Linked DNA regions of Gossypium hirsutum: all the other regions are linked to region 1. Evidence: chromatin contacts called from public Hi-C data. All regions are on one chromosome and are shown on one strand. The core of a region is the stretch at or near the end of the contact, and the rest is flanking DNA. Distances in the headings are between cores, read along the strand shown. Region 1 holds the start of LOC107915058. Region 2 holds the start of LOC107915063 (probable pectate lyase 1). Region 3 holds the start of LOC107914891 (chalcone synthase 1-like). Region 4 holds the start of LOC107914890 (dihydroxy-acid dehydratase, chloroplastic).

What was found. Hi-C and Micro-C count contacts between places; a contact is called where the count stands out from the background.
Region 2: a Hi-C map of leaf shows a contact between it and region 1, with 2.1 times the contacts expected there. The contact joins the promoter of LOC107915063 here to the promoter of LOC107915058 in region 1. A contact is called at or near these places in 3 of 34 Hi-C or Micro-C datasets (leaf and petal).
Region 3: a Hi-C map of leaf shows a contact between it and region 1, with 3 times the contacts expected there. The contact joins the promoter of LOC107914891 here to the promoter of LOC107915058 in region 1. A contact is called at or near these places in 4 of 34 Hi-C or Micro-C datasets (hypocotyl and leaf).
Region 4: a contact with region 1 is called in a Hi-C map of leaf, with 1.8 times the contacts expected there. The contact joins the promoter of LOC107914890 here to the promoter of LOC107915058 in region 1. A contact is called at or near these places in 6 of 34 Hi-C or Micro-C datasets (anther, fibers, hypocotyl and 1 more).

Annotation. Positions count from the first base shown.
Region 1 is chrD10:31,096,808-31,104,170 of Gossypium_hirsutum_v2.1, reverse strand. LOC107915058 reads right to left here and starts at 3,095. Exons shown (of 10, transcript XM_041102334.1): 1 at 2,860-3,095; 2 at 920-1,905; 3 at 1-618. The coding sequence starts at 1,902.
Region 2 is chrD10:31,312,717-31,320,079 of Gossypium_hirsutum_v2.1, reverse strand. LOC107915063 (probable pectate lyase 1) reads right to left here and starts at 3,505. Exons shown (of 6, transcript XM_016844176.2): 1 at 3,237-3,505; 2 at 2,778-2,831; 3 at 2,236-2,319; 4 at 787-1,429; 5 at 464-706; 6 at 1-366. The coding sequence starts at 3,334. The coding sequence ends at 145.
Region 3 is chrD10:30,913,605-30,920,967 of Gossypium_hirsutum_v2.1, reverse strand. It overlaps LOC107914891 (chalcone synthase 1-like), which reads left to right and starts at 4,432. Exons shown (of 2, transcript NM_001327118.1): 1 at 4,432-4,687; 2 at 5,850-7,059. The coding sequence starts at 4,510. The coding sequence ends at 6,841.
Region 4 is chrD10:30,934,472-30,941,834 of Gossypium_hirsutum_v2.1, reverse strand. LOC107914890 (dihydroxy-acid dehydratase, chloroplastic) reads right to left here and starts at 4,078. Exons shown (of 14, transcript XM_016843942.2): 1 at 3,218-4,078; 2 at 2,685-2,756; 3 at 2,037-2,084; 4 at 851-1,005; 5 at 567-761; 6 at 372-483; 7 at 150-219; 8 at 1-51. The coding sequence starts at 3,739.

The sequences.
Region 1 (7,363 bases), core at 1,846-4,345:
ATCATAGGAGCTGTTTTAGTTGCATCATGATTTTCTGGACCATCACATACAGTCCTGTTCTTTTCTCCACTAGCATTATCTCTTTTCACAACTATATTTTCATTTTGTTGACTCACTTCGCATCGTACATTATTCAATCTGCTAAAATGATGTCCAACTGTCTGATCTGCATTCTGTGAGCAGTAATGTGTGCTTTTCCAGCCACCTTTTCCTTCAAAGCATGCATCTCTATTTGAATCACCAAAACCACTATTTCTTGAGTTCAATACATGTTTTGTTTGCCTTTTAGGCAGTATGTTTTTTGCACTAGAAGGTTCACTTCTTTGGTTGAATTTTGAGACAATCACACCAGCTTTTTCAGTTGCATCATGACTTTCTGGACCATCACATGTGGTCCTATTGTTTCCTCCACTAGCATTATCTCTTTTCACAACAATATTTTCATTTTGTTGACTCACTTGGGATCGTATATTATTAAATCTGATGAAATGATGTCCAACTGCCTGATCTGCATTGTCTGAGTGGTAGTGTGTGCTTCTCCAGCCACCTTTTTCTTCAAAGCATGCATCTCTATTTGAATCACCAAAACCATTAGCTTCCATATTGTTATATATAGGACTGCAGCAAGAAGACAACACATTTTAGTCATAAGGGCCTTCTACTTAGAATTAAGCATTGAAAAAATTAACTGACCAATACTATGGACATCAATAAAAAAAAGTTCTGAATTCTAAAAGCCTGCTACATTGTCCTTTTATTGGATGTTGTTTAAAAGCTTTTGGCTGAAATGTACCAGCCTGGCCATCTCTTTTGCAAACATTTTAACAAAATAAATGAAATAAATCAACAATAAAAAAGAAAGCATCCAATTGACAATAGGAAAAAAAATAGTTGGAGAAGAACATTAATTAAAAGTTACCTCCCAGATAAATTAATGAAATTGGTTTCATGCTCCTTAGGTGTGTGAGAATAAACAACTCCTTTTCCTTTACCATAGCTAGCCACATTCCCAAAATTTTGTTCAACTTTAAAGCTGTTTAGGGATTGTTTGTTAATTTCCAGTGTCTTGTCCCTGATAGCTATATTCTGGGGAGAGATACAGCCATTTTGAACCAATTTTTTTCTCCCAACTGCTCTTGGCGAGACAAAAGAACGGTGAGATGCAGGCAATTGTTTTTCCATTCTACGTGGGGACCCATGGGAAGGATCCACCCCTTTTCCACGATCCATAACCAACCCTACACTTTTAAATTCTATGCCATCTATTTTCTCCTTTCCTTTGCAGTTATTTCTGGATTTTGCAGAACCGTCTGCAGAGTTATGAAAGAAAGAACCACCAATTCTTGGTAGCTGACATTCTTTTCTTCCTTCAGCTAAGTGATTTGTTGATCCACCTTGTGGAAATGGCCTTTCAGGTATTTGATTGTACATTTTCTTTTCAGTTAAATCTATAACAGCATGATTTTCTTGGAATACAGATGACTTAAAAGGCAACTTAGAGCAAGGAGCTTTTCCTTTATCCATGTGCTCTGTAATGGAATTCCTGCTTCTCTCCACTGCAGTTTTCCCAAATAAAGGAGCATTTGCTTGAGAATTCTCTAGGGGGGATAAGATAATGGTGTTTTTCCTATGTTCAATTTCATCAACACTACCTGAAAGTTTTCGTGGGTGTATATAATGTTTTCGGTTGTGTCCTTTTTCAACAACCAACCTACCTCTTCTCCTTAGCGTATCCAAAGATTCTTTGCCTGCAGTATTAGAACCTCTCAAATGACTAAGCACTGAAATTTTACTTTCTTGTTCAACATAATCCCATCTGTTCATTTGCTGTACAGATAGCTTATCGACAGTGTTGGGCATGTCCAATACTGAATCAATGTCCACTTCCTCCATTTGCTGCATCTACTGAAACACACAAGGTCAGGTCCTGACTTCATATGAAGCTTTAATCACAAAAATATCAATTTGCTTATAAAAATTCTCCAGCCCAAGGCAGTTTACAACATTATAGTCCAAACTAAAATGTCATTACAGAAAAAGTCACCTTTTCATGATATAATTTATAAGTAATGTAACCAACCTGAGAAACAAATTAACACATTACATTCCTACATTGCTCTTTAGACTTCTTTAAAATGTTATATAGTCCAAAGGATTATAAAAAGGGATAGAGATACGAAAAGCAAGACTAAATGCTTGCCATAGAATTTACTTACAGAAGCAAAACTCGCTCAATTTTATAACTTCAAATAACATAAACTGAGTCCTATTTAGCATAATTTTGAACAACTAAACATTCACATACCAAACAAGGATGGAACCAAAAAGCAATGCCATGAATATGAAAGAGAAAGAAAAGAAGCCAACAAACATATAAAACTTGTTAGGAAGAGATTCGTTACCAGACCAGTCACTGCTTTGGCGCAACGAAATTAACAAAATTATTATAACTATGCTTCATATAATTAATCCTAGCCAACAAAGTTTTCTCAATTACTGTATCCAGGCGATATAAAAAGTAGTGGCTTGATTATAAACAAAAAATAAACACTAAATAAAATGCAAATGTTGGATAAATCTCCACCAAATTCTAATTCTTAGAACAATAAATATTAATTCCTGTGCACTGCCAGAAATTACAAAAGCATACATACGCAAATAAAATAATTATACAAAAATCTTAGAAGCGCACACACACACACACACACACATTACAGCATCGAGACTGAATTTTTCAAAATTTCACATATTAAATAAATAAAATAAAATAGTACATCAGAAAAGGATAAATTTTAAATAAATAAATAAACAGAGAGGATTTTGGCATTCAAAATTAAAATATATATTAAAAATCATTACCAGATAATGTTTTTCAAAATTTGGTGATAAAATGGAACCGAGAAAAGCGACACGAATTCCAGAAGAAGTTGAATCCTTCAAAACTCTAAGAAGGCAATGTCATTGCCATCAACTCTTCTGGGACTGGGAGTCGCTTCGCTTCATCTTTTCCTTCACAATTTGCTTTTGTTTTTGTGCCTTTCAAATTTTTAGGGTCGGCAATTTGGATATCAGGTCGAGTCGGATCTAGTTTTTTTTCAGCGTTATAAAAAAAAACCTTCAATTATTGGATTTGTTAAAGATAATGGGCCTACTTTATGTATTAGAATAGGCCCACCTCAAAGACCATGATTTCAGCTCTAATACATTCAAAATCTTCTACTATGCCTAATTTATAGATTTAGTCTTTATACTTTAATTTGATCAATTTTAGTCCATGTGTTTTTTGAATTTTAGAATTTCAATTTTAATCCTATTAGTAATAGTTCAATTTGTTTAGTCAAAACTTTCTATTAGTCACTATACTTTGCGTAAGTAGGAGATTTAGTCTTTGTTATTCAATTTGATCATTTTTAGTGTTTATACATTTCAAAATTTAAAATTCAATGAAATTTAAAATTCAATCCTGACTCAAATAGTAGTCATTAAATTCATTAACTAAAATGTTGTTACTTTTTTTGTGAGTATTATGTGAAAATAACAAGCTCACATGGCATTTCACATGTGATAATATATTTACTGCATAAGATTTTGAAAATAACATAATTTAACTTAACGAATTTAATGGATAGCATTTGAGTAAAAAATAAAATTTCAAAATTTATAAAAAGAAAAAATAGGTAACTGAAAATGACCAAATCTAAATATAAGAACTAAATCTATAACTTACACTAAATATATAAAAGAAAATTTGAGCATTGTAATCTATAATACCTATAAATATCATTTTTTTATTTATTATGATAAAATATTTAAGTTTTTTTTATAAGAAATAGGAGATAAAGGTGGTCCAAATCTAACTTCGAATTAATGTGAGCTAAAAATTTGAATGCACACATACTATTTGACATATATCACATTTAATTTTGTTTCAAGCTGAGTTTGGATGGACGGTGCGTTTACCTGTGATTAGTGTAAAAACAGCGATTGCGGTGAGATTAGATATTGTAGCGATACTGTAGTGAGACTAAAAGTAAGCAAAACACATCGCATCTCGTCTCCCATCCAAACCCACCCTCAATCAATGTAATTCTTTTTTTTTGAACAAATTAGAAGTAGATTTCATTTCATTAGAAGAGACACAAAAGATCCTAGAAACACAGGATAGCAAACCTTTAAGAGAACATGGACAATACACCAATAGAAAATCTTAGATAACAAACAAGCCTTATTAACCCTTCTAAACAGCCAAAAAAATTAGAGGGATCGTTACATTGCAAAACAAGGTTTCAACAATTTACTCAAAGAAATTGAGTAAATACGTATGATCGCTTCTACTTGAAGGTCCTCCATTTCAGCTGGTTAATAAGAACTTGAAATCTAAAGGCATAATTATAAAAAAAAAAAAACCCTCAATGTTTGGGGGCTTTTGGTTTTGTGCATTTGACCTTTTTTTTATTGACACCTTCAACATTATAATTTTTTCAAAAATCAACCCAATTCTAACAGTAAACATGAGTTGACCGTCAGTCAAGCGTTGATCAACGAAGTAAGCCTATGTGACGTCATAAATGGCATCATTTTTTTTTCATTTTGTTTCCATCTTCTTTATTCTTCTCCCTTCTTCTCTTTCCTTGTAGCTGTTGTTAGAGTAAAAAAAAATTGTAGTTCCCTTTCAATTTTGAACTCCACCATTTAACACCTCACTTTTCTAAAAGCTTCACTCACACCATCACCACCATCATCCCCACCTACCCAAACCTCCACTCAATCCTGAAACCTTAGATATTTCTTTTACAGGTAACTTTAATCATTCATCCATTATTTTAATTGAATTTCTTATTCAATTTATCTCCTTTCTTTTTTTTCCTTCTGAGAAACCTAACGCTATTGGAGGAATCAGCTATGGCAGTAAGATGAATATCAATTTCTGCACTTCATGCTCTTGCAGGTTCTATTTGATTTTTTTCTTTTGATGTTTTCCTTTTCTTTGGATATTATAGTTGATATTTTTCCTCAAGTGATAATTGAACATGTAATTGATGAAAATTTACAGGGGAACTATTTTGACAATAGAGATGTTAGAAGCCCAATTTCTTGGAATTGATGTAATGCTTGATAACTATCCACCACATTGCCGAAACATTAGCTTTCGAAAGTGGTTCCAGTTTTCCAATTTGGAGTTGTAGGGATTATGATGGCAAGTGAATAGATTTTTCCTATGATTAGGATTATGACACCACCGCTGTGGTATTATTCCTCGCGTGCAAACAGTTTCGGGTCCATTACATCTGCTTGGCTTTTTGGGAATGTAATGCAGTCTTTTCTGCAAAGCTTCGGTGTTTTCGAGGTTTATTGCAATGATGAATTGGTTAGTGACCCTTCTGCTATGTATGTGTGTGTGCATCTTGAGCATTTGAGAACCAAAACTCAATTTTTTTTATTTTTTATTAATCGATGGAGTTGTTTTAGCTGCTTAGCAAACCTTTGATTCGATTCTGATATTAGTATGAGCTCTGTCCTGATCTAAATGTTTTGTTTGAATGCCTTATAATATAAATACCAAAGTGGTGTTGAATCTCAGTGTAAGTGAAGCTTTTGGAAAAGTAAGGTGTTAAATGGTGGAGTTGAAACTAAAAGAGAATTGCAATTTTTTTATTGTAACCGTAGGGAAAAAGAGAAAATGAGAAGAAGAAAGAAGATGGAAAAATATGAAAAAAGGATGATGTCATCTATGACGTCACATAGGCTTACTTCGTTGACCAGCACTTGACTGACAGACAACTCACATTTATTGTTAAAATTGGGCTGATTTCTGAAATCATAATGTTGAAGGTGTCAATAAAAATGAGAGGTTAAGGGCACAAAACCAAAAGCCCCCAAACGTTGATGGGGTTTTTTTTTTTACAATTATGCCAAATCTAAAATCAATGTTTAAAAATGAAAGCTCATACAATCAAGAGAAAAATCGGGTTAAACTCGATAGACAAGGAAATCCTAGAAAAGATGAATTACAACACCATGGGAAAAGTTTCATTGAACAACCACACTCCTAATTGCTAGATAGGTTTTGGGAAGCAGGAGCGTAGCTAGGGGTATGGTAGGGGCTCGACCCCCTTTAAAATGAAAATTTTTTATTTAGGCCCTTTAAATTTTTAAAATTTTAAATTAGTAAAGGTAAATTGCACTTTGGCCCCCTAAAAATGATAAAAATTGATTTAATCCTTTAAAAATTATAAAGATATAAGTTATTAAAATGGTAAAATTGCATTTTCACGATCATAAAAATTATAATTTAATTTCAATCCCTAAAAATTTTTCTAGCTTCACCCCTGTTGGAAAGGGCAAAACCCCTGCACGATGCAAGTTTAGCCCAACCTTAGAACACAAAGACTATTATTCCAAAGCTCGGTCTTTATCTTACTAGAAAAATGGCTAGAGACCATCATCAGGAGATGCTCATATTTGCAAAAGGGTGGCAGTTGGTTGTTCTATAGCTAAAGAATCGTCTATTAGAATATTTTAATCATTTTTAGAATAATTTAATAAAAATAATAAAACAACAATATGTTTTATAAGTTTCTGAAAGAAAAAAAAAAGAAAAATTCTTTAAGAAGTACAAAACGTATATGGTTTTAATGAAGCTTTAAAAACTTTTTATATACAATTTATTGCAAGTTTTATGAACTTACAATTAAGTTTTAATTAATAAAAACAAATAGTGTGATATTTCTTTACCTCATTGTATCTCTTGTTTTCAAGAAAAGTTTATTGAAGAAAGTTTGAAGTTCTTTTAAAAGATTTACTGTGTTTATTTAGCTTATGGATTTATTGTTGTAGAGAAAAAAATTGAGTTAAATTTTATAAGTTCGTTTATCTTCAAGAGGTGTGTAATTCTCTGAGGTGGTGGTGTTAAAGTTTTGGGAAGCAATCGCATCAAAACCGTGTGCACCAAGTGATAGGTGATTTTGCCTTAAGGACAAAGGGTTTAATCTTTAGCAACAACTTAAGCTTTCTATTCATCAAATCTATTCTTGATTAGTAAGTGTGCAATAGAGGTGATCATGGGTTGGGCAGCCTGACCCGGCTCGACGGTCAACCCGAAATATGAGAGGGTTTGGGCAAAAAAATTGGCCCGTTTAGAAAACGGGCCGAGCCTCGGGCACCAATTTTTTTGCCTGGGCCCTGCCCGACCCGGCCTGAATATATAATAAATATATAATAAATATAAAATTTTAAAATAGGCCGGGTCAGGCCGAGCTCGGGATTAGGAATTTTATCCTCGGCCAGGCCTGAACAAAATTTCAAGCCCATATTTCGGGCCGGGCCGGGCCATGGCCTAAGACGCAGGCCAAAATTTTTTTTT
Region 2 (7,363 bases), core at 2,256-4,755, 220 kb before region 1:
ATATGCGATGATGCTGGTAGATGGGGAGGATAGACTATAGAGAATATGGATATTTGGTTGGTAGTGCTTTTTGAATGATGGGAAAGAGCTAGAAAATGGCTGGCTTTTCAACCATTTTAATTCATTGGGAGGGGGATATACTATCTAGCATTGCCTGCCTCTTCGGCAGGGTAGAGCTCCAGCATTGGAAGTCATGGATCCAACCATGGAGGAGGACTTGGCTCCCAAGCTTGAGGCCCTGGCATAGCTGGCTGAGGCTCCGGCTCCAGATGGAGTGAAATATGCACCATTTAGCAGCAAGTCTCCTTCCGACCTCCAGTTCCAGCTCTTCCAGTGGCTTTCTGCTGTGTCCACTCTCTTGGTCACCTGCTCAAACCAACCAATCAACCAACCAATCAATCATATTATCTGATACGATGATTGTAAACATAACAGATTCAGCAAATATGACACAAGACAATACCTCCTTTGCAAACGGGTTTCTTGGAGCTGCGTATCTGTTACCCTGGCTGTTTATGGTAGGATTTGCACTTCCCCCAATAGCATACATTTCCCAGTGAGTGTAGTCATTGTTTACCACATGGAAATACCCATGCCTACACCTTGGCATTCTCTGGATAAGTCCCTCTCCGAAATGGTTGTAGGCAATGGTCACTTGCATCTGCTTGTCCCTTGTGTAAGAGTCACTGTGACCCAGCAACATCACCTGCAGTTGAGCTTGAGCGTTAATAAGGATGCTACAGATAAAAAAGTGAGGTACAAGAGAAATACATGCATCAAAATTACCTCATTGTGGTGGGTGAGGTGATTGTTGGAGATGGTAATGGCAGTTGAGCCCATGACAGCATCAACAAGACCATCAGCACAATTAGAAAGAGAATTGTGATCAACCCAAACGTGGCTTGACCCAAAGATAGAGATTGCATCACCATCAGCCATTGTCCTCCACCCGAAGTGAGTGGGTGAGCTTCTAACCATGGCATTGCCAGTGGGCTTACAGTCATGAATATGAAGACCATGAACAATGACATTGGTAACGTATTGAATTGTGATACATGCCCCATTAGCAATATGGACATTCACCCCACGACCATCAATGGTCTTAAAGCTGTTGACCAGCAACTCCTGCTTCAACTTAATAACCATGTCCCTCTTGAACACAATCCAAAGTGGTTGTTCCTGGATCACAGCATGACGCAAGGTCCCAGGTTTGGGGTTAACAGGGTCATCATCATTAGGGTCAGTGACAACGTAGAAGCGTCCATCACGCCCCCCGATTGCATTCCTTCCAAAACCAATGCCACAGTCAGCAAGTCTCTTCCGGTTCTTCTGCCAGTTGGGGTCACAACGCCAGCAATCATCAATGGGATTACCAGTTCCGCACGAGAAGAACCCCAACTTCCTCCTTTCCGTCACATTTCGAATATTCCTGCCATTTTTTTCATTCAGTTTATTAAATTTTACTACGCAGACTTTTGTCATATGGTCTAAATATTCCAGCTTGTAACCAAAATTATTAGCATCTTTGATTTTACCACTAGATGGGCTTGTAAATTATTGTCGGTGGGAGTTAAATTAATCCCAATTTGTAAAGATAGTGCATAAGCAGACAAAACATGATGTAGAATTTTGTTATTTCGAAAGGACATTAGGGTCATTCACTCCAGGTATAACGGGTAGGACATGCTGTTTCTTTTCATTTTTAACGAAAAGAGACAAAAGAGTCTGTTTGTTTATCTTATTTAGCTGGTCCAGTGTGCAGCAAACACCAAGAATAAGGACAATAAAAAATCCTCCAACTTACCATTTACCCTGCTTCCTTCATATTACAACTTTTAAATCAATAATGAGGTAAATAAAAGACTGGTTGTGCATGAAGAAGAGAGAATTAGTCATGTGATGCAATAAAACTGTAATTATAGTAAGGTTGATAAAGAGTTTAATTGCTTTGAATTAAAAATTTGTACTTCGAGGTACTATTGGAAAGACAATGATACGGTCATGTGATGCAAGAAATATTGAAAAGGGTCGTGCCCGTTAGACACGGATCTGACCATAATGGTGGAGTCGGGAGTAAACTAACAACATCAACATATAAGATTGGAATCCATTTGATTTATGGTTAATTATAAATGAAATTTTGGCAAAAAAAAAAAAGGGAATCTTTCTGCTTCAACTTTTACATTCTCTATTTACATATTTAGCAATTCAAAAGAAATGTTTATAGAGACTCACATGTCAATGATGGTCTCAACCTCGGCTGCTACGGCCTCTGGATCAGCCACAGCATGTTCATTCAAGACCTTAACCTCTTCTGACCTGAAATCCCAATCACACCAACCCAAATTCCAATTAAATAAAATTTATTCTCAATATTTCATTTTAATTTTCTTATTCTCGTTGGTGATTAATCATTCTATGGAACACACTGCTTAAAGGGGATTCACTGTGTCGTCCACCAACAGTACTCCAAAACCGTTACAAAAGTGTTTTTCAAGGGGTAAGAAACAGAAACCCCGTGTGGACCCCTCGACGGGAATTTATAAAATGCCCTTCCTCAATCCTCATTATACAATCTTTTTTTTTTCTATATACGGGAATTGAATTGAGTAACGGAGTAAATGGTTGAGATCTAAGGATCTGGATCTCTACGGATGGGATCGTTATTTCATGGTTAAACGGAGATAAACATAACGGCTGGGATGATCAGAATTGGAAAAAGAAAACGAAAATAAATAAATAAATAAAAAGAAGGCTAGTTCTAAGCTCTACATTACCTAGTTGCCATTGTTGAGTTTTTTGAGTTCTGCAGCTTCTCTATCTCCACAGTGCTGTAAAAATATATAAACATAATATAAATGAAAATTGAAATTTTCTAGTATTTTGCAGTGATGCTCCATTTTCAGTTAGCATTTTTTGAAGAAAAAAAAAAGAGGACTCTGAAATCTCGTTTTCGACGTATTAAGTTTTTGAAGAGGGAATATTAATGGATCCGTTAAAAAGGAAGAGTTCTTTTTTCTTTCTGAGAATGAGACTATTTTTCAAGATCTAAACAATGACAATTCTGTATAGTTTTTGTATTCTAATTCACCATAAAATGACATAATGTAGGCAACAATTTTGCAAGGCAAATTCGAAAACCCGTAAGAAAACACACAATGGAGACTCTCTGTCTCTTTCTTTTACTAAAATAAAACTGAGAAAGCTTGAAAACTGAGTTGAAGGAAGAGAAAGACCTGGAATCGTTGTTGGTCTGTACTGTGGCCATTGCTCCAACAAGAAACAAAAACAGAACAGCTAAAGAAGCTAAAAACCATTTCTTGGAAGCCGCCATTGCAGTTTTCTCCGCTTCTTCGGTACTTAAAAGCTTTCTCTCTATCCAAACAGAGGAAAAATTGAGAGAGAGACAGAGGAAAGAAGGAAATGGTGAAGCAGGGAGAGTCAAGAGTACAAGCTCCAAGCAAACGGCTTTTATAGAGCCACGAGCAAAAAATAAAAAAAGTGAACACCAAAACAGAAAGACCAAACGACGCCGATTATATACCCAAAATATTAAATATTGGAATTTTTTGGGTAGGTTTACTTTAACCAAATAACCTAAGTCACCTAACCGCCACTAACTGTCTCTCTCCCGCACTCTATTTTCACCAGGGTTAAATAAGTATAATTTTACTATTTTAACTGTTGGATAATGCCACGTCAGATATTACGGGCGTACGGTTGGAGAAGGGAGCAGAATGTCACACAGTTTCCTGCTGAATTTGCGGCATTAAATGATGTGTTTTTTAATTAAACCACATTAATAAATATTGGCTTAAAGTATGCTATTAGTCTCTGTACTTTTATAGAATTTTAGATTTAGTCCTTATATTTTAAAATTTAATATACTTGCTCTAAACATCCTGAAACTATGACTCATTCTAAATTGTTCATCAAACTTTAAAATGTTTTAATTACATCCTTAAACTATTAAAATCGTTAATTTAACTATTAAATGAGGTGTCAGATCTTATGTGATATAACTTAAAATGAAAATTTTTAAGAAAATATATATTGTAAAAATGGATGTTGTAAAGATCTTGGTGTTGAGATTTTTGAAACTTCTACAGAAACAATCGTTCACTCTCTTTTTGTTCGGTTTTACTTTATTTTTAGTTTTTAATTGTAAAAGTTACGCAATAACATTTTACTTTTCTTTAAAATTTTCATTTTAAATTATTTCACATAATAATTTACATGTCATTTAATGATTAAATTAACTATTTCAATAATAGTAATTAGAACATTTTGAAGTTTAGGAACCAATTTAGAATGAAGGTAATAGTTTGGTGCAATTAACTCTTAAAAGTTAAAAATTCAACCCTCTTACTTTTCTGATTTAAAAATTCTAGTCCAGATATTATTGTGATTGGTAGTTCCTATCAGAATTGATAAATTTTTTTTATAAAAATATATTATTGCACTGAGAACAGGTAGATTAAGTTAAGGAAACGTTATGAGAGTAGAGGGATTAAGAAGAATTATTATTTAAAAAAGAAGAAGAAATAAATTGGAATTTTGGTGGTAGCAAAGTTACGTGTGCGCCAATCACGGCCTTGAGGAAGTGAGGGGATTTTGACTCCAAACAAGATTCAACTAAAAGGATACGAAAATGATATTCTATTTTCTCTCTCTTCACATGGCTCTTACATATCATTTTAAGTAACATATTTAGACACCCACTAGTAGATATGATTCTAAAAGATATTTGATTTTTAGATGCTTTTAATAATTTGTTTTTATAAATCTTTAAATACAATTCTTTTTATCGTCATTTTATGTGATATTATTTTTTCACCATGTCTAATTTTAAGACATTCTCATGATGTAGATAAAACAATTTGTCATTTATTTTGAAAATGTATTATTTTTCACAAAACTTTTTACTCATTAAATAATCCTTTTCCTCATCGTATTACACTAATTAGTGGTGAGTATTTGATCGAATCGAGTCGAATCAAGTAAAAAAATTTTGAGTTAGTCGAGTTAACAAATCTTATTTTAGCAACCGAACTCAATTTGAATTTTTTCGATTCGAGTCAAGTTGAGTCAATTTAATGAATCCTATTATTTATACTCAATGTTGCGTTTACATGGACCGATTATTTAACTAGTAGATGAAGTATAAGATTATTTAACTACATAAACAATATAATGGTTTTGCCTTTTAACTTAATGAGTAAACATTTGTCAAAATGGCGTAGTTTTGCCTTTTAACTTAATGGTTTTGACTTTCAACTTTAGAAAAGATAAACATTTATCAAAACGACGTAGTTTTGCCTTTTCTTATTTGAATTTTCGGATAACTCGAATTGTGTAATTCATATTCGAGTTAAACCAAAAAACATATTTTTTTTATTCAAGTTGATCCGAATAACTTGATTAACTCAAATAACTCGAACTATTTAATTCAAAATTTGAATTTTTTATTGAATTTTTTGAATCGAATTAGATTTTGCTCACCCCTAACACTAATAACCATACATCGCATTAATGTTAAAAATATTACATTTCCTATTCTATAATCATTATATATATATATTTAAAAAATCATATTAATATTTGTTGATGTGAATCAGTATCATTTAACTTGAGACATCATTTTCTTAACAGAACTGAGACACTAATTTAATGAGAGATAATAAGGTTGATTCTATATGTTTGTTTAGACTAAAATAATAATAACCTTAAGTTATGGTCTATTGATCGGGTGTTCATTTTTTTAGGAATAGTTTGGGTTTGAATCATAGTTGTAAAAAAAATCATAATTGTACAAAAAAATCTCTTAAATATGAATTGATTTTCTATAAACTAACAACAATTTTTTTAAATTTAGGTTAATATTATATGGAGGTATGTAACCTCCCAAATACGGTCGAATTCGGAAGATTATATTGGCCACCGGAATGGCCTAGTAGAACTATCGGAGTTTATAAAATAGTCGTTTTAAAACATTTGCTTATTTTTTAAGAAAAAAAACTTTGTGGGTAAACCACTAGTATTTTCATATAAAAAAAGTTTGCAGATAAATTGTCACTATGTTGTGGATGAACCACCACTGTTTGAAAAGTATTAAACTGACACTCTTCCTCGATTTATATCCTCTCACCCCATGCAATGCAATATGACATACTTGTAACAGAACAATGCAAAAACAATAAGCATGCTTAACATGTATTTAGTTTAACAGTAGCAGTAGACATGCTTAACATGTATTTAGTTCAACACTAGCAGTAGACATGCTTAACATGTACTCAATAGAGCGGTAACAACATTAACACTAACAGTTTGTTAGTATTATAGAAGGCATGTAGCATTCACATATTATACAATATAATAATAACAATTCAGTCATTAAATCATAGATTCCTGAGTGAACATATTATCAGAGACTCAATTGAGTTTATAAAAACTCTAAAAACAATTCAAAGACTATACATGGACTAAACTGAATAATTCACAAAATTCTGGGTAAAACTGTAAAACAGAAGTTACGCGGTCGTGTAACAGCCTGATGCTATGTGAAAAGCGATAATTTTACCCTACAAGGACACGACCGTGTAACAGGCTGAGGTTGTGTAGTTCACGAAGTCCTTAAAATCTACAAGTGCACATGGTCGTATGATGGCCGTGTGAGAGACCGTGTGGCCTTAAACCTACATACGATCACCATCGATTCACTTGGAAAAGACACACACCTTTCACCATGGGTCCAGTTGACGCCTCCCACGATCAACTTTGATTCGATTCACTTAGATTCGGTCCTTCAATGACAAATACACACAATTAACTATTGATATCAAGTTTTGGCAAGATTTGCAAAAGATTTGGCAAGATTTCAAATAGATTGACTACTCGAACCTAAATATTAACGTGAGATAATACTATTACAAAATTACGAGATCTTCATCGTTGAAATGAAAAATACTTACTGACTTTTGGCAAATATTACAGAAGCTATAGCCATCAATTCTAAACTCTGATAGGGAACAATTGAACGAGGACAATTTAATACGGGAAAGTAAAAGAGTCACCAACACAAAGATAAAAAAATATGGTACAAGGTGAGGTAAAGAAAATAAAAAGAAGATAGAGAGAAATTTCACTAGAATTTTGAAAAGGGCAATTCCAATCACAATAGAAAAAGAATGGTTAAATACTTAGGGTTTGAAAAACTTAGGGGAGACATGTAACACCCTATACTCGGCCTGGACGCTAGGTCGAATATTGAGAAGTCACACTATCGTCTCACATCGATTTCCTTGTAATTATCAGAGTTGAAATTCATGCAGTTTCATTTTACTTTAATTAATCTAGCATTTAT
Region 3 (7,363 bases), core at 3,183-5,682, 180 kb after region 1:
AATGTACCTCGCCCCCACATACTTTTTCTAGAAGGTACTCTAGAAGAAAGCCCAGGTCACACGCTCAGCTTGGGTGCCTCGCTCTACTAACTGCCACCAATGATATGCTTCGTCGCGAAGCAAAGATATTGCACCATTCAATTTCTACTCTGGTGGCCTCCAATCAATACTCGACCACAGTAAGGGTAATCCCAACGACACCCCTAAACAACTCAGCTCTATTAGACCAAAGTCGGTCAGTTATTGACTCTCGGCCTCCAGAATCAGTTTGGGTCCTAGCGACCCTCTACAGTATCCTTAACAAAGCTTGGGATAGTCTGTCGTCCTCTACACTTTGAGTCTGGGGTTTAGCCTCTACGGTAGGTGTCTCTGCCGTCTCACTCGTCTCTAAATTGGGCATGCTACCCAAAGAAGATGACTCAGCTCGAACCCCACTACGGCGTCTACCACGCCCTCGAGTACCACGTCCACGAGTTCTTCGAGTACTCATTATGAATAATCATCTACAATTCAAAATTTTAAGTATTAGCTTAGGTTTATTAAAAATCTTAAGTCTAAATTTTTATCAGAGTTATCTCAATCACTTTTCTAAAGTAGAAGAGTTCTACTCTATAGTCTCTACTTAAAGTAACTAAAGTACTTACTTAGATCGACATCGGAGACTCGGATTTACTTTTTATAAATTTAGATATTAATATTTAATCAAAATTCCAAAGTTCGAGTTAAAACAATTTTCAAAAATAAAAAAATTTGAACCCAAAAATCACAACCCGAGTTTTGAACTTGGTTCTAATACCATAAAATGTAACACCTCAAACTTGATTTAGACATTATGGCCGAATCTTGAGGAATTACATAAGTTCATTTTAAAACCAGATTTTGAAAGAGAAATTGTGAAATATAACAATGTTAACTTTGATAGACCGTTTTCCAATTTTTAAGAAAATTACCAAATAAAACTATTTATTTTATTACAGAAAAATACTTGAGTGACCATCTCATTTTGTAGCAGAAATTTTCTAAGTTATAGAGTTTTGAAAATCTTGGTTTGATTTATAAAACAAATAATTTTACAGTTTAGAAATATAGTAGTGGTTAAATCCGTTAAAGTAACTCAAAAATGGAGAATAAAGTCCCAAAATAATTTACAGTCCACAAATTCTATAACAATCACAAGGACTTTTAAAACCATTTTATTTCAGAGAATCCAAAGCTTCTACACGTCGTCTAATCCTAGGTTTGCTGATCACCCGAAGGGATAAAAGAAAAAGGGTGAGCTAACAACCTTAGTGTGTAACTCAACCCAAACAAACAGAACAAAACAGAATAGATACAGTCTCAGTAGCAGATACAAATATAGATATATATATTTATGCAAATACAGATACTGATACAGACACGAATACAAATACAGATTCTACCCCAATTTACTATACACTATCTTCGTCCAACCCTACACACCAATTAGGGTGATTAAATACCCATCCAACCCCACACACCTATAAGTGAGCGTATGTTACTTTTCAAAATAATGTAGTCAAGTTGCCAGAAATAATGCAGTAAACCGCCAAAATCACTTACATATGGTCAAGCCACCAGAACGAATATATGGTTAAGACCACTAGATATGATAGATCATTAAACTGCCACACTTCCTCCGTCACATCATTATCCCACCCCAATGCACATGCAATCACTAATCAGATGACATATGCATTTATATATATCATACATGCTATACGTATCAGAACATACTATCATGCTTTCAGAATTTGTACTAATAGAAGCAGAATATCAGATTTCATATTTTAATGACATACAACACAAATTACGAAACCTACGAAGTGGCTAACCTCGAATCGCACTTCGAGTACGAACCAGTTTAAACCAGCCCGTATGGCTCACACAGCCTAGCACACGGCCGTGTGGCGTTAATAATGAAATTTTCAATTTCACGTCGTTCGTTGTTTTTCGAGATTAATGCTACACACCTGAACATTTGTGAATAGCAACACAATAACACAATTCCAAACCCTAAAACAATATTCAAAGTAAAATAATTAATACGATATAATAATTCCAAACACTAATTCGACCACAACACTTAAAGTACTCGATCTTTTACCCCAAATAAACGAACAATTTCAAGAGCTTTCGAATCATTGGAAGACTACTTGTTATCGAAACTTCACCTAAACCAAGGATTTTAAATAATCAAAGTTGTGTCACATAAAATTGAAAATCATCTCCCATAAATCTGAAAAACTCCTTCGAAAAAATGCGAATCTTAAAAAAGATCCTTACCACCCACAGACAAAGCTGTTCAAAAACAAATGCAGGCATCGATCCTCGCCAAGTCAGATTGAAAACAAAAGGGCAACAAAGTGATAGAATAATGGTTGTTATGAAAAGATAATATCATAGGCTTACAGAAGCAAAAATAGAGGGGAAAAACTGGAAAAAGGAAAAAAAAAACTAGAAACAACCAAGAGATAGTGGAAAGAAGGGAACGACAAGAGAGAAAGTGGGAGAAGAACGTGAAAGAAAGTTTTTTCTTTTGGGATATTTTCAAAATTTTAAAAATAATAAAATATCTCTAAATCCTATTAACTAACCACCTATAAGATTTTCTAGAATTCTAATTCAACCCAATTTCTACCACATGGGCGGCATAGTATAAGAGAAACAAAAAATATATCCTACTTTGCACACATAATATTCAAACACAAGACCTCTATCATGATAGGCTAAAGCTTTACCACTAAACTAACAAGGTTATTCTTATCAATAATTGAGCGAAAATAATTTATAAGTTAGATGTTCAAAGATAGGGGTTGGAACAAAAATTGAAAGAAAGAGATTTAAATCCAGAACCTCTCACACATAAACACAACACTTAACCACAAAACCAAATTAAATCACTTAACAAATTTTAACAATTCAAAAACTAAAATTTTGGGGCTTTATAGAAAATAAAAGCATTAAGGACTTTTTGGATTTTACTAAGTGCAAAGATGAATTCATTTTTTACGAAATAATTTGTTTTAGAAAATATTTTATATTTCAAAAAATTTGATAGAATCATTTTTCAAACTTTTGTGTAGTCAATTGACCTACAATCTTGTATGTCGGCTAGCCACTAAGAATAGCTACTTGTACATTAAATTATAATTTATGATAAGCATGAGGTGTGGTGTAGTGATTGCTCATCTCATCTCTCAATCATGTGGTAGGGGGTTCGATCTCTGTTGATGGAAATGGAGCATATTTTATGACCAACTGCTTAGTTCTTTAGAGAGCACATGCAGCGAGGAGATTAATCACTACTACCAATGATGAATATCTTGATTACAACAAAAAAATATTATAGTATATGATAATACACCGTTCATATATAAAAACATTAATAGATGATAGATTATATCATAATATATTAATCTGTATTTTATATATTAAACCTTTCAGCTAAATTTAGTTAAATTGATATGGTGTTGAATTATTAATTATATTAATCATCACAATATTTATATACACATAGTTTTTATAAAATTTATATACATTTAATTAAACACAAATAATTCTTATAATGAAATTTTATATTATTATATATTATAAATTCATGATATAATAAAACATAATTACAATATATGGTAGATTATAATATACTCAATATAGTATTAAAAATATAATAATATAAATTATAATATCAATGTATTATTTATTATACTAATATTTTACTAGATATGTATATAGCTAGTAATACATAAAATGTTATTAAAATTTTCATATTTATAAAATAAAATATATTATGCTATAATATTAATTTATAACTTTCATATACATATTATATAAGACTTAATATTTGGTACATTGATAGTGTATCTTTTTTATTCCATAAACAATCTTTAAGAATTTAACATGTGTCTTTCTTTTTTTTAATATCTATTTTTTAAAAATATTTTACGATATGAGATACTTATTAAGCCCGAGCTCTACTTATATATATTTTTAATATTTAAGCTAAACTCAAGCCCCTTTCGTGAACAAACTGATGCTAATATCTTCCAACATTTTTGTCATAAATTATGCTCACACTCTTTGAACGTCATTAGCATAGTTAAAATATATTTAGAAGTTAAAAGAATACTTTTTTAATCTTTACTTGACTTTTTAAGTTTGTTTCACCATCTAAAATATATTTAATAGTTAAAAGAATTAGTTGAAATATATGGACAGATGCGAAGGAACGTGGTACAATCCTTACATAGTATATTGAAAAAAGTTTGATGAAGCGGTAAGTGAGAACCAACAGAAATGTGGAGGCTAGAATTAGATGGGCTCAACCACGTGAATCTCAACTACCCTCTCCCAAGCTCCCGTATCTTATTTATAGGACCAAACTCTGGACTGTCAACACCACCTTTTGTTCCTTTTTACCATTCATAGCATAGCAGGTTAGTCCAACTCCACACCCACCACCGTTGGCTGTTTTTGATCATCCGAAAAAGAATGGTGACCGTGGAAGAAGTTCGTAAGGCTCAACGTGCCCAAGGCCCTGCCACCGTGTTGGCCATCGGCACATCAACCCCACCTAATTGTGTTGATCAGAGCACATACCCTGACTACTATTTCCATATCACAAATAGTGAGCACAAGACCGAGTTGAAAGAGAAATTCAAGCGCATGTGTAAGTTTTTTACTTTGATCTAAAAGCTAAATTACCTTATATACAAACGTAAGGTAATTTTGTGTTTCATACATGATTCGGCCATGAAAATAAAAGAGGGGAAAGATAAATGTGCATGGTTCATCTCATTTTCATGCAAATGCTTTGATGGAAAAAAAGTTAGCTACGTATATAGTTTGACTTGAAAATAGATTAAAGTTGTTTTTTGGTTCCAAAAAACTAGATTGAAGTTTGTTAGGTTCGTTTCTTGTAAAGCACATTTATTCAAATCATATAACTCTACAGACTTAATTTGTCTCAAATCTTAGTTTCACGTTTTCTACCAACAGATTAAGGATTTGATTAGAAATTTGAAATTTATACAAGTGAATTAATAAGTTTTTTTTCCAAATATTAGTAAGTTGTTAATTGTTTTAGTTTATAATTTTTTTTATTTTTTTACAATACTATATATTTATTTATTTTTATGATTTCAAATATTATATAGTTGATTGAGTCTTAACTTGATTGGTATTGACATTGTTGCCAATGCAAAAAAATGTGGATTCGAGCACATTAAAGTTCGTTTATCCTCATATTTAAAGATTAGAAAGTATTATGGATAGTTTCAAGCATTATATCAAAGAATATAAATATTAATTTTTTGGATGAATAATAAATGTTAATTTGAAATTATTTTGTCTTTTATATTTTATATTATAATATTTTTACGGAATTTTAACGTATAACTCTATAATTTAAAAAATTAATTTTATCATTTCAATTATAATTTTTAATTTTTTTATAAATATACTTTTAAATAAATTTTTTACTCAAATTATAAATCTGCATAGTCTAATATTTATAATATTTTTTAAAATAAATATATTTGTTAGACAAACTATTAAATAACCTATTAGAAGAGAATCTTATAAAGGTCCTAAGACTCCATTATTCCGCCCATAACCCACCTAAAAGCTTCTAACGATTGAAGCTTTTATGAGATAGAGAATGACAGTATGTATTATATAATATTATAAACTGAATTAGCAATGGATTTTGAGGGGAGAACCTAAACTGATATTTTCCATATCAAGTGAAGTGGGACCAAAAATCAGTTAAAACACTCTTATATGCTAAATTGGGAGAATTAAAAGTAAGTTTATTGTGTTTGATTATTTAGGTGAAAAATCGATGATCAAGAAGCGATACATGTACCTTACAGAAGAGATTTTGAAAGAGAATCCCAATGTATGTGAATACATGGCTCCTTCACTGGATGCTAGGCAAGATATGGTGGTAGTTGAGGTGCCAAAGCTAGGCAAAGAAGCAGCCACCAAGGCCATTAAGGAATGGGGCCAGCCCAAGTCCAAGATCACCCACCTTGTCTTTTGCACCACTAGTGGTGTGGACATGCCTGGGGCTGACTACCAGCTCACCAAGCTTTTGGGCCTCCGCCCGTCCGTTAAGCGCCTCATGATGTACCAACAAGGTTGCTTCGCAGGGGGGACGGTGCTCCGAGTGGCTAAGGACTTAGCTGAGAACAACAAAGGTGCTCGTGTACTTGTTGTGTGCTCGGAGATTACCGCTGTTACCTTCCGTGGACCTAGTGACACTCACCTAGACAGTCTTGTGGGCCAAGCATTGTTTGGTGATGGTGCCGCAGCTGTTATAATCGGGGCAGACCCCATGCCCGAAATCGAGAAGCCCATGTTTGAACTAGTCTCAGCAGCCCAAACGATCTTGCCAGATAGTGATGGTGCAATTGATGGTCACCTTCGTGAAGTTGGGCTTACATTTCACCTTCTTAAGGATGTTCCGGGGCTTATTTCGAAGAATATAGAAAAGAGCCTGGTAGAAGCATTTCAACCATTGGGGATATCCGATTGGAACTCCCTTTTTTGGATTGCTCATCCTGGTGGTCCAGCAATATTAGATCAGGTAGAAGCCAAGTTAGCACTGAAGCCAGAGAAGCTACGAGCCACAAGGCACGTTCTTTCAGAGTATGGTAACATGTCAAGTGCTTGTGTTCTATTTATTTTGGATGAGATGAGGAAGAAATCAAGGGAAGATGGGCTTCAGACCACAGGAGAAGGGTTGGAGTGGGGAGTGCTCTTTGGGTTTGGACCTGGCCTCACTGTTGAGACTGTTGTGCTCCATAGTGTTGCTGCTTAAAGTTAAACAAACATGCTTTTTAAGTAATTGGTCGTGCTCCACTTGGCTTGCAGTTTTATCTTCTTCTTTTTTCCTTTTTAGATTATTTAAATCCCATGAATTTGTGTGTTTATTGTTAAAGACTAGAGGTCTTTGATGGTGTGGGCGGGAAGCTTAACGCCTATTCAATTCATGTATCAACTTATATTAAATTTATGGCAATAATAAGTTCCTTTGCAAACTATTCTACCAAAATAAAAATTAGCTTTTGTTAATATCACAGTCTATTAATCTATCTATACTTACTATTAAATAAAAAAGATATCCTATGGATCCTTATGCTAACAGTTGTATTATTCTCCCATAAAATGTTTTTAATTATTTTTTTTTACACATGAATTGTTATTCCTACTGAGTCCACTCCTTTGTTTGCATAAGCTACAAAGTAGGGAAGCCAACTAGATGCTACAGTTGTCCTAAATTTTGGGTGAGCTATATTTATTGTTCTGGGCTAACATGATTGGGTTGTTAGATGATTCTTGA
Region 4 (7,363 bases), core at 2,829-5,328, 160 kb after region 1:
CGGGTAAACAAGGATAACTTTTTGCATTTTCTGCCAATGTCCTCCCAGTCACTAGAGAGCAAAAAAAACCAAATATTAAGAATATAGAAAAATAAAGCTCTAAAATGATCATAAATGAATAAATGCTAATGGAACCCAAATTGACATACCAGTCATGCAATCCCCATCTAGATACCCAAACTCCAAAAGATAACGAATAACAGCAGGTGTTCCTCCAATCTATCAAAACATGATATTTTTTTATCCCTCATTAGTTGAAAGGATATAGAATATATATAGAGGAGGCTATTAATGTCATCGCTCATAAGCTATACAGGAAAAATACTACTTGAAGGAATTGAATGACAGCAAATAGCATTCAGTTAATTTACCTTATGCATATCTTCCATGACATATTTCCCACTGGGCTTCAGATCAGCCAGAAATGGAACTTCATCACTAACCTTCTGAAAATCATCAAGAGTCAACTCAAGACCAACAGACCTGGCATGAATGTTTCCAGGAGTTATCTCCACAAGTTTCCTATAATTTGATATATCCAAGGGATGTTTGGCACATTTTCTCACCTAGCTATAGCAATTAAATGCAACACGGCATTGGTTGACCCACCTAGGGCCATGACAATAACCATTGCATTATGTAAAGATTTGTGGGTGATAATGTCTCGGGGTTTTAAATCCATTTTCAACAATTTGAGCAAATACTTTCCAGCCAAACGACATTCATCCAATTTCAATGGGTCTTCAGCAGGTATTGAAGAGCTTTTCAGGAACGAGAAGAAAAAGGTTAAGAGAAAAGGCAGAAATACCAAAATCTCAATCCAAATAATCCTGGGAGAGCATATTTCTACCTGTAAGGAAGAGACATTCCCATAGCTTCAATTGCTGAAGCCATTGTATTTGCAGTATACATTCCCCCACAGGCCCCAGCTCCAGGGCATGAGTTACGGACAACATTCATTCTCTGCTCATCACTTATTGATCCACTAACATACTCTCCATAACACTATGAGGCCAATCAGAAAGAAAATAAAAAACAGTTACAAGATTACCGAATTTTCCAAAATTTGTTTTTATTTTCTGATAAATGCATGTCATAGAAGTTAATCTTCACATATTACCATATGGTAGACTACATAATAAAATTGCTAGATCTTGGCAAACTTCAAAACAGTCCGTCAGTCCTTATTTTAATCCTCAAAGGGCATATAAATGGGAAAAAGATAATGAAAATCAAAAGCAAACTTTGTCACTCAAAGGTGAATACTACTTCAGTTCAGGTAGGGGTTGAAACTGAATCCAAAAGAAATGTACCAAGAAATAGCCCCCAAAGTTTGTGTGCCAACACCAGACACAAATCAATTGAACTAACAATCTATTCCACCTAAATATTCTGTCAATCCTTCACTTCTCAAGAAGATTCTAGGGAGATAGCAAATAGGAAAATATCACATTGCTCATAAGTCAACCAGAAAAAGTAAACTTCTCCCCTTTAGATAGAATGAGTATAAATTCCAAAAGCTTGCAAAGGAAGAGATTAATGCAAAAGACAAACTCCAAAGAGCATCAGCCATTATAAAATGAAATACAAAAAGGTTGGCAGTTAAATTTGTCTGCCACACAACCTTGAGGTTCTTGATCATAAGCATACACAGAAGATCATACTTTAATCTTATGATTGTAAACTTTCATATTTTATTCCTCACAGAAATAGCCCATATACTTGCCAAAAATGATCATAGTTGAGGAAATTTTTATAGTATATTTTTATCTAAGTGTAATGTTCTTAACAAAAGATTGTAGTATCAGCATAATTTGTCAAGTTCCTTGCTCTACTTTCAGAAATTTTCTTGTATTTGTCACACAAACTTTTATTGTCCTAAAAGCAAAGAATTAACAGACACCAAGCGTCTGAAAAAGGTAAATTCTTGAGCATAGAAATAACAAAACCAAAGAAAAAATTCAGCTAAGATGAAGATATAATAAGAAGCAATCAACTGTCATAACAAAATTCATATAGCATATCACTGTGCATACCTGGAAGGCAGATACTATATCATATGTATTGCCTTGAAAATGACCAGGCTGCAAAAGAACAAGTACAATAAATAAATAAAGGCCTTTTGAAAATTGACGAACTATAACTATTTAAATTTGCAGCAATGTTACCTGAACTTCAATGAAATACACTATAGTATGTTAAATGGCTATATGATGTATAATGAACAATGGAAGGGAGAAGCAGAGCAACAGATTGCAATAAACCTCATTTCTGACATGCAATCGTACAAGGACATAATATATTTCGGCATAACATATTTGCCAGCATATCTACACGTTATTCCACGCCCAGTCAATTTAGCCATTTGTTCGTTGTTGGATGCATTGATAAGAAATGTAATGAACACGTAATGTTTACGGGAAAGTACAAAAGAATACAGCATTTATGACTCATGAGAATGAGTGCTTTCCACTTTGAAACCAATCCTTATAGCCTTGTTGTATTTGATAGGTTCTGAATGTTAGATTTTTTTAAAACAGTGGCAGTGATTTTCTGAATAAAACTTACAACAGTGTTCTAAGAGCAAAACTAATAAAATATCAAGACTAAATGAGCCATTTGCAATGAAAGAAGGAGAGTAGCCCATTTATGACACTTGAACTAGACAAAGCAAAGAAGAAAACCTTGATAGTTCCACCATAAACCATAAGACTTGGCCGATTGAGCCTCCCCATTGCAATAAGTGTACCTGGCATCTAAAGAACTAGCTAGCATTAGATTAATAGAATGCACAATTGAGAAAGCAAACCTATATCAGACCATAGTTTATGATTGTTGAACTATAATGAACCACAACTGCATTAACACATAAACTACTTCTATAGCTCTACAAAAGTCCAAACAATCAGAGCCCATGGGAAAATGTCTAAAAATTAAATTAATTTGATCACTTCAAATCAATTTTATTTTTTCAATCAAACCAGATAAAGAACACTCTTGAGTTAAATGCAGTTTACATCCTTTTCTTTCCTCTTCTCTTTCTCACAATTAAAAGCGACAAGCATATAACTAAATCACATTTACCTTTTCTTTTTTTTTTCCTTTCATAGTAAGGCAAGTTCATATATAGCGTCAAAATCAGGAAAAGTAAAACACAAAATGCTTACAAAAGTATTAAAAAGAAAAGGAGAAGCAAAGTTAGAAATAAAGAGCTTACATTTTTATCACAACCGGGAATAGAGATATTGCCATCATACCACTGAGCACCCATAACCGTTTCAATACTATCAGCAATCAGATCCCTTGACTGCAAACTGAAGCTCATTCCCCTCGTCCCCATCGAAATCGCATCGCTTACTCCGACCGTATTGAATCTAAACCCAACCATCCCAGCGTCCTCAACACCCCGTTTCACCTTGTCCGACAGCTTCAACAAATGCATGTTGCACGGGTTCCCCTCGTACCACACCGACGAAATCCCCACTTGGGGTTTCGACATGTCGTCTTCTGATAATCCTACCCCGTATAGCATCGCCTGGGACCCGCCTTGTGACTTCGGTTCCGTTACTCTTGAGCTATATTTGTTGAGTTTTACTGTGGGTGGAGAGGGAGGGTCGGGTGTTACGGCTGCTTGGGATTGTGCCGTTATAAGAAGACATCGGCGGCGGTTTGGAGGAGGGGTCAGTGGTTTATTCGTGGGGATTACAGTGGTGCGTAAGGTTAGAATAGTGGCTTGCATGGCGGCGGGGGATGGGTTTAAGGTAGGGGATAAAAAAAAGCTGACTACACTTTACTTAGTTGCTTGTAAGGAATGACTGCTAGACACAGGTACCATGCACTGATACACATGCTTATTTAAAGTTACAGGACAAGAACAAATCTTCGTGTGGGTCCCAAAAAGATGAGTTTAGATTAAGGTATAGAGCACGGTGGCGCGTGGTACAGAGTAGAGGGACTAACCGGCGGAGGGAGTGGAAATAAGGGTGGCTTTAGAGAGGAGTGAGAGGGCAATGCGTTTATTTTATTTATTGCATAAAAAAGTTTATGGGTAAATGGAAGACGAAGAGGAGAGCCGGTCAAAACTGTGGTTGGTAATGTGCGCGTGTGTGTGTCGTTTTTCTGTTGTTATCTTCTGAAAGATAGCCACAAAATAAGGTAAGCGGATAATGATTCTATATTTCATTTTTATCTATACCAGTTTTATGGCAGTTTTTTTTAAATAAATACTTATTTATAAATATATCATACTGGGACATAAGTTCTGTGTGAGGAAGCTACATTTTCGGTCAACTAATAATAATGGGAACACTAATGATAAATCATATTTCCCTTAAATTGCAGCGTATTTTAAACCATTGAATCGTGGTTGGCTTTATTTCAAAATTATTAGCTGATTGTCGACTTTGCTATGCTTTCTCATACCGCATTTAATGTAGGTAGGGCATATTCACGCAACATTCACTGATCCATTGAGATTTCTTTTCAGTCATTTACTTATTGTTTTCGTGAATCTTTAAATAAAGAATTTTCCTAGGGTAAATTAATTACCGTAAGTGGATTGGTGTTCATGAGTTGACAATTGCGCCTAATGATTTGCTTCAAATCTAGGTATGGTTCGATTGGAGTGTTGGAACTTCGGGTCATAACGACCTAGAAAATAAAAAAAAATAAACAAAAATTAAATATTGTATCTATAGGTTTTAATGTTCTTACTAATCTTATTAATTGTAAAAAATATATATATTCAAGATTTATTGTCGAACCCTCCCCGGCAATGGTGTCAACAACTTGACCGCCTATCATTTATAGTAAAATATAACACCAAAAAATATATAAGAATTTAGAACAGCAATGTCTGCAAGTGCACGAGTCAATTTGTAATATAGTTTAGTTACAACGAAACACTTGAAAGTATTCTGAGGATCGTACCCAATGGAGGATAGCATAAATTATGAAAATTTTCTTACAATAATAAGTCTAAGTAGTAGTAAATAATTCTTATATTCCGACAAACCATAAAATAGATTAATGAGATAAAAATAAATAACTAAAATAATTAAATATGAAAAATAAACAAATGAATTAAATCAATAAATCAATCAGGAAGATTAACTCGCTTTAGGGTTTGTAACTATCTTTAGATTAGGGTTTTAGGGTGGATTAGCTATTGATTAACTAATTATTACCTCCCGACCTCTAACTAATTAATCGATTGGTTGATACTCGCTTATCTCTTGACCTTATTTTCTCAACCAGAATAAACTACAATTTACTCAGCTTGGCTTATCTCCCAACCTCGTCTAACCTATGATAACTTCCTATGGTTGTCAAGCCTAGTGGTTTAAGAACACGTAATCTATACCAACTAATCCTCTCGAGAAACCCTAAATCCTCTGTTAATCACATCCCCATCCACTCATTAATCTCCCATAAGGGATTAGCCATTCATGTTATTCATAATCTGAAAAATAATTAAATATGAAAAATAAACAAATGAATTAAATCAATAAATCAATCAGGAAGATTAACTCGCTTTAGGGTTTGTAATTATCTTTAGATTAGGGTTTTAGGGTGGATTAGCTATTGATTAACCAATTATTACCTCCCGACCTCTAACTAATTAATCGATCGGTTGATACTCGCTTATCTCTTGACCTTATTTTCTCAACCAGAATAAACTACAATTTACTCAGTTTGGCTTATCTCCCAACCTCGTCTAACCTATGATAACTTCCTATGGTTGTCAAGCCTAGTGGTTTAAGAACACGTAATCTATACCAACTAATCCTCTCGAGAAACCCTAAATCCTCTGTTAATCACATCCCCATCCACTCATTAATCTCCCATAAGGGATTAGCCATTCATGTTATTCATAATCTCAATCTCAATTGAATAAATCAAGTGAAGAGCACGATTGAATCGAAAGAGAAACAAGATTAGAATAATCATGGATTGATATCGAATGGAGAATGGAGTAGCAAATTGATTGATTGGAATAATGAAATATGTGGAGTGCAAATAGAAGAAATAAATTGAAATACTTTAATAAAATAAATAAACTCTTAGGGTCCGTTTGTTTACATGTAAAAGGTTTTACGGAAAATATTTTCTGCATTTTCCTGTGTTTGTTTCACAGAAAATAGCTTGGTCAACAGAAAATGACTTACAGGTCAACGAAAAATAAGCCTTTTTTCTTGTAAAATGACTTACTCTTTTGAAAAGCGTAAGTCATTTTCCGGAAAAAAACTCCTTAATAGATAATTTTACTTTTATATAAAAATTAACTTAAATCAAGTTTAATATTATTATATTGATAATAAATTTTATTTTTATTTTTAAAAATATTTAAAATATTTAAAATATTAATATAAAATATTATATTTTTTAATATTATTAAACATACGTATTTAATTTTTATATTTAGTCATATAATAAATTATTAATATAATTTATTATTTTTAATAAATTATTTAATATTTAAATTTTATTTTAATAGTAAATTTTAAAAATAATAATTTTAAATAATATTATTCACATATTATTGAAAATATCAATATTAATATTTTAATACTAAATATTTATTACAATTATAGATATATTAATAATAAATGTTTTGTAGTATAAATGTTAAAATATGTCATAAGTCTATATACTCTTCACAAATTTGCAATTTAGTTTTTGTACTTTTATTTTCAAGAATTTAGTCCCTGTACTTTCCAGATTTAAAAATCAAGTCCAACTATTGACATTGTTGATTTTTTTTGTCAATTTTGTTAAAGTCAAATTTTTAAATAAAAAATACTCAGTTGGTAGTCATGTAACTAAAAAATAATCGTTGCAATGAACCTAAATTTAACAAAATATTTTTAATATATGTAAAAACAATGTAAAATATAAAATTATAGATATAAAATAAACTCAATTAAACAATGAAAAAATAAAAAAAATCTCAAATGTATGTTTGTTTAATTGAAAATGACTTTTATGAAATATTTTTAAAGAACCTGCGAAACAAAAGAAAATATTTTACACAGATTCATCCAAACACCAGAAAATATTAGCTTTTCTAGAAAAGTAAGTCATTTTCCAGAAATCATTTTTCGGAAGCCATTTTCAGTGAAGCAAACGGAGCCTTAGATCGAAACTGATTCCAAAAGGAAAAACAAATAGTTAAGAAAAGCCGAAAGAAAATTAATTTAATCCTACTCCTAAACTACTAGAGGTTTTTAGTGCTTCTAAGACGACTTAGTTACATCAAACTCCTAATGTCTTATTTATAAAAGTATTAGCAGTCCAAATTAGGTCTTTAACATGTCCTAGGTCTTTATATAAAGTCGATTGTGCAGACGAAAATAGCCTTAAC